2 separate regions of the Gossypium arboreum genome follow, and region 1 is linked to region 2. Evidence: chromatin contacts called from public Hi-C data. All regions are on one chromosome and are shown on one strand. The core of a region is the stretch at or near the end of the contact, and the rest is flanking DNA. Distances in the headings are between cores, read along the strand shown. Region 1 holds the start of LOC108453135 (proteinaceous RNase P 2). Region 2 holds the start of LOC108470413 (beta-1,6-galactosyltransferase GALT29A).

What was found. Hi-C and Micro-C count contacts between places; a contact is called where the count stands out from the background.
Region 1: a contact with region 2 is called in a Hi-C map of leaf, with 3 times the contacts expected there. The contact joins the promoter of LOC108453135 here to the promoter of LOC108470413 in region 2. A contact is called at or near these places in 2 of 5 Hi-C or Micro-C datasets (both in leaf).

The regions. Positions count from the first base shown.
Region 1 is chr7:85,293,058-85,296,252 of ASM2569848v2, forward strand. LOC108453135 (proteinaceous RNase P 2) reads right to left here and starts at 1,745. Exons shown (of 6, transcript XM_017751075.2): 1 at 656-1,745; 2 at 220-321; 3 at 1-94. The coding sequence starts at 1,693.
Region 2 is chr7:85,157,449-85,160,528 of ASM2569848v2, forward strand. LOC108470413 (beta-1,6-galactosyltransferase GALT29A) reads right to left here and starts at 1,279. Exons shown (of 1, transcript XM_017771749.2): 1 at 1-1,279. The coding sequence starts at 771.

The sequences.
Region 1 (3,195 bases), core at 495-2,994, 140 kb after region 2:
TTTCCAAGAGGGCTCGCACACGCTTATTATGCAGGATGACAAGTGGCCATTTATTCCCACTTCTAGTATACATTTCTTTTATGACGGCATTAAGCTGTTCTATTGCAATTTTTACAAAAAAAAAACAATAATAATAAATAAAGAATAACAATTAGTAACAGAAATTGAGTGAGCACAATATGAAAGCAGAGTAGACAAGCCAACAGTTGGATATACAACCTGAAGAACACTGAATCCACCCTCTGCAAAATTTTGTTGGTAGAGCCCAATATTTGCTCCGTCCACTATGGCTTCATAATCCGCATTTTTTTCCAACCAATCCTTTATTAATGATATAAATGAATAAGTAAATCATAAAGGAGAAACTGTAAGAATTAGGTACAGTGGGAATTTGCAATATCAAGATATCATTTTACATGTCAATATTATAATGAAATTGTAACAAACAAATTAATCAAAATATTAAACATTCTGCAACAGGAACAACAAAATTCGGAGTGTCAACCTGCACTAATGGTATAAAGTCTAAACCTAGTTGCCTACAACTCCGTTTTAGAGGTTTATTTCACTTAACATATATATAATCAATCATAAAAATAAAAAATAAAAAACATTGCATAATGAAAAAGGAGCAACTTGCAAATATGTTCCTCACCTGAAACTCCCTAAAGTTAGCCTTAACCTCTCTCTCCAAAGCCAATCCTGCAACTGAAAGAGCAAACTTCTCAGTCTCCACATCATCAATATCAACACAATCCAACTGCTCCCCGCAGCAGCAACATCGACCATTCGGCTCGACATTCCCTTTCTTCACCACCCATTTCCCTTCCCCAATCCACCCTAACCCATGCCACCCCCCACCATTCCTCAAAATCGCTTCTTTCACTGAACCCACATCAGAACCAATCTCGCTTGCTTTACAGCGAAACCAGTCCTCCAAAACCTTGCATGTTTCCTCACTGACCCACCTCACGCTCCTCCTCAACTTATGCAAGTAATTATAAACTCTCTCCCCTCTCCCCGTATCCGCACTTAGTTTCAATAAAGCGGCAATTTGAGGTTCCTCCAAGCTCAACCCCATCTTATCTATATCCTCCTCAACTTCATAAGCCTTCTCTGCTTCCAACTTCTGGCAAAAACAAAACAATGCAGGCTCGTAAGTACGAAGCCGTGGCGAAACCTGATAATCACCCAACTTCTTAACCATTTCAAAAGCGTAATCACCATCACCTTTGGCCGCGGATAAACGGGCAATGGAGGTAATAGAAGCTTCATTAGGGTGGATATTTAAGGCCATCATGTGGTCAAAAACTCGAAACCCGTATCGTAAAGCAAGATCTTTGGAGTCAGGGTCGGTGGCAAAAGTGGAGCAAAGGTAAAGCAGGGTGTTGAAATGGGACTGGTTGAGGCGAGTATTGCTGGAAAGAGCAGAGTCGTAAAGGGAAATAGCGCCTTTGAGGTCTTTGGATTTGGAGCAAGAATTGAGTTCATAAAGAAAATTGGCTTCAGGGTTTTTGTGGGTTTTCTTTTTCTTGGTTGAAGGAATGGGGTTTTGGTGATGGCTTGGGGTAGCCATGGATACTACTTTCCCCGGATATAAAACCCTAAAGATTTGCCTCAATATCAGAACCGCAAAAACCCTGCCTTTTCCTTTGATTGCTGGGATTCTGGGGAAGTTGCCGTTACATATCATTTATAAGCTAGAGCTGGGCTGACTCTGTAATTTTACTTTGGGCTTTAAGCTCTGCTTTATCAATTAAGCTTTCAACACATAAAATGAAAAAAGCATATTATTAGTAGTATTATTATTATTAAAATAGATTATTATTATTAAAATAGAAAGTAACATTTCTCAATGAACAAGAAATTTTAAAATAATCATTTCAAATTGGTATTACCAATCATATACATATGTATGCCATACTGATTCTAAGTAAAGTAATGGTCCAAAAATCAAGATTCAATTTTCTTTACTAAAACAGAGATATTTATGGTGGATAATAATATTTTATTATTTTAAAAATTTAGTAAATTATAATTTTTTATGAATAATTGAGTTGTAAAGAGATAATTTTTGTGTGTAAAGTTATCTTATAAAGTCATAATTTTATATTACATTGTTTTGTAAAGTGATACAACCTTATAAAATGGTATCTTATTAAAAGGTATAATCTATAATATATATACAAGTATGAGTTTAAAGATTCCATCTACAGTGTTTTTGTTGTGTGTCCACAGTCATGGGCAATTTATCTGCAAACCATTGATGGTTAAAACCATAACCCTATGTGTAAGTGGTCGGAGTTAAGAGGAACTCATATTGTTGTATGTAGTGGTGGGATAGGACTTTTTTTGTTAAACCAAAACTGTATTGCATTTATAAAGCATGCACATACAATTTTGAGATTTCTAATATGTTATATATGTATTGTTGAATGATTTGAGATATCAATATTCTGAAATTGCTATCGTGAGTTATTCTATGTGTCGTGTTTCTGTATGCTTAATCGTTTGCACCAATTTTCTTGTGATGAAACTCACACTGAGCTTCATAGCTTACCCCCTTTTTATTTCTTTTTCTACAAATAACACATCAGGTTAGGACGTGGACATGATATACGGAAGGCTAGGAAACATTTTGTTTATATGAAAGTGTTATTATTAGGCTTATTTTTATAATTCATGTTATTTTGGAACTTAATTATTTATATTATAGCATGGGATTCAGATTTAGGGTTATTTCGCATGCATGATTTTTTTAATTTGAATTTAGGATAATGAACTTGGAATTAGATTTGATTATACACTAAATAATTTCGTTTTAGTTTAATTAAAACTAAATTAATATCTGTGAAAAAAATTGAATATCACTATCCGTTGCTAAGTTATAACTGAATTTTGGGTAATAAATAAACTAGGAATTAGCTAAAGTTTCAAAGGAAATCACCATTATAGAAAAGTGTATAATTAAATCAGTTTTTATTAACTCATGAGTTTTTCTAAAAATTTAACTAAATTTTATTTCAAATTAAACAAATGTTTTAATACAACTATTTTATAAACTTCGATAGTTTACTGGACCATTCCTGTAACAATCCGTTTTTAGTGAAATCGGATAGTTTACTGGACCATTCCTTTAACAATCCGTTTTTAGTGAACTAGGAACAATGGTTTCGGGATCACAAATATAACGAG
Region 2 (3,080 bases), core at 29-2,528:
AACCGGTTGGCAGATATACATAACCATAGGAACATTCCCTCCATAAGGGTGACAAAAACATCCATCCCTCCTAGCACAAAGATGCAGTATATTGCTATTTACAAAAGAAATGCTGGTTTTTGACCCCACATTCTTTTCGAACCTCTCAGTCCTAGCATTGTTCAATCTAATCACGGCCTCATGACCATCAATGAACTTTCCGTGATCAGTATTCAGTAAAATCCCACTATTCCCCACAACAGCACAAGATTTATACTTGTTATCCGAACTCATTAAACCATTGTGGCTATCAATAGGAACCTTTACTAGTGTAACTAAATCCATCATAATATCAGGTTGGAACATTCTTTTTCTAGCCCAATTCTGTAAGTTCCTCCTAAAATCTAACCAATACCGATAAAATTTAGGGGACCTGAGCATTACCGGCATCCCATTAGAATTCCTAGCTTTGACATCATGATGATTGAACCTCCTCCATGTTGCAAAAGTCCTATACCTTCCTTGACTCGCAAAGTTCCCTTCCAGCAGCTGCTCTATTTCAAGCTTGGATTTTGCTTCACCTGTATCAACCGCTGCAAACTTGAGCAAAGTTGAGTTAAAATTTTGGATTGGTGGGGGTTGGATTAGGACGCTGGACCTGGTGGTCTCCAATTCAGCTGAAACAGCAAATCCACCACCGCTGCCCCCGCGGATGGCAATCCGACAGCTTAATGTTGCAGCTAATGCAACAAGCATTAAAATGCTTATCAAAGGTCTAAACGACCTCTTCATGGGAGCAATACAATTGCTTGAACCGTAAAATTGGGTTTGCTAGATATGGCCAAAAGGGTTAAAAAATACGGATCTTGAATTTATATGTATTAGGTTCAGATCCATCTCTCAGGTTCAGTAGATTTTGACATCCACAAAGATGGGTGCCTAATCATAAATAGAAACAATCTGGGATTTGTAAGAGATAAAAAATGGAGGGGGAGTGGGGGGAAGAAGATCAAATGTATTTCACCCAAGGACAAATATTTTTCCTATTTTGAGGAAAACCCGGAAAAGAAAGAGACAAAGATGAAATCTTGGAGGGAGAAATACGGCAAGAAAGAGTAGCATGAAATTGCAGGTGAAAGTTAATGATAGGAATGGTATTGTTTGATTAGTCAAAAATGTTAAGGTTTATTGTTTAACATGATCTTAAGAACAAGAATTAAGCACTGAACCAACCAAATGCCTAAAACTAAAAGCAGACACTGCAAAAAAGATAAAGAAAAAGAAAAAGGGGGGAAATCGAAAGGAACCTGCAATGCAAACCCTAAAAGAAAGGGTTGTGGATGAGGAAAAAGCAAAAGGAGTGGAGTGAGGAACAGTCTTCTATTCCTCTTCTTCTTTGCCCCTTTAAAATCCATGCGGTTTTGGGTACATATTTAAATGCAGGTGATTTGCAGCATCATTGCCATTGGTAGCGCGAGGTAATGTTAGAAATTATTACTATTAGTACGGAGGTAACTCATCTGACGGGGTTCCATCCCTTCTATTCGAATTCATTATCAATCATTTATCGCATTGAGGAGATGGTCACTTTGGTTTTAAACAAAAAAAAAAAAAAAAATTATAGTAGACTTTTTAAAATAAATTGAATTTCTTTTAAGATAAATTCTTAAAATGAGTATCAAAATGTTCTTCACCCTTAAATCAAAAACTACATATTTACGATGTAATCTATCTACTAAAATAAAAATCACAAAATTCGACGTTTTCCTTTTTCTTTTGTTTGTTATGTATGTTGTTGTTACAAGTCTTACAACTTAGAATCCAATTTCAATTATTTCTTAATATGACAATTGATTAATAGTATTATGAATTAACTGGAATATGGCTCTAGGTTGTAAGATTATTTTTTTTTTACCCTTTTTTTTTAATTGTAACAACATGAATACAAATTATGGATGGTCCTTTTTTCTTTCTTTGTTGTGGTTGGGAATGAGTTTGAGTGTTTTGGTGGGTAGGTAGTAAGTGAGCTTTGTGTGGTTGATTGAAAGGGGTTAAATTTTGGATCATTAAGGCATGGGAATGGAACAACTTCATCTGTTTAATTTTTTATACTTCCTTAATGTTAAGAATTACTTACCCAAATTTTTTGGTTTCGTCTCTTTTTTTTTTTAATTATTATTAAAGATGTTGATCAATTTTATCAGAAAAAAAAAAAGTAATAGATTATTGGAATGCTATAGTAATAAATTTTTGTATAATTTTCTTTTTTTTCTTTTTTCCCATTTACCACTCCAATTTTGTTTCTAATCTATTTAGATGCTTGAATCCACTCTAACTACCGTTTCTTAAAATATGATATCTTGATTTTTATCAAAAACAAATTATGATGTATTGATGATGCCATAAACATATCAATAATTTAAAATATACAAAATATAAATTATTCAACACTGCACAATGTATATAAGCGGAATGTTAATTTACTTCTACTTGTTTGAAATTCTTTTATTGAAAAATGATATAAAAATATGAAAAGATAAAAGTTTTAAATTTTATTTAATAATAAATATAGGTACATTGGTAGTAAATTTTATTTTATATTATTGAATATGTGTTTAATTTTAATTTTTTATTAAAAGATATTGTAAAAGTATGAAAAATAAAATGATATTATAATAATATTAAATACAATTTTAAAAAATAGATTATTCTATAATTTCATAGTTAAATTAGTGATTCGGTTAAAGATAACATCAAACTTAGAAAAACACTTAATTATAAATATTAGATATTAAATTTTTATTTGATTTTAAATATGACTGTAATATGATAAATTAACATAAACACTGCAAAAGTTAAAAAAAAGTATATAATTATTATCTTATAAAAGAAGTTTTTCCTTTTATAATAATACAGTATTAGGTTTTGGTTTGAAAGATGAGTCTGTGAATGTGATGCAATGAAGCTACCTAATTAGATTGATTTTAAAAGTGTTAAAAAAGAAAAAAAAAAAGAGTTTGTATGTGATATAGTAAAATTACACATGATGAAAAGAATGTTGAACTTCTTAAAAATTGATAAAAACAAATATAAATAATCAA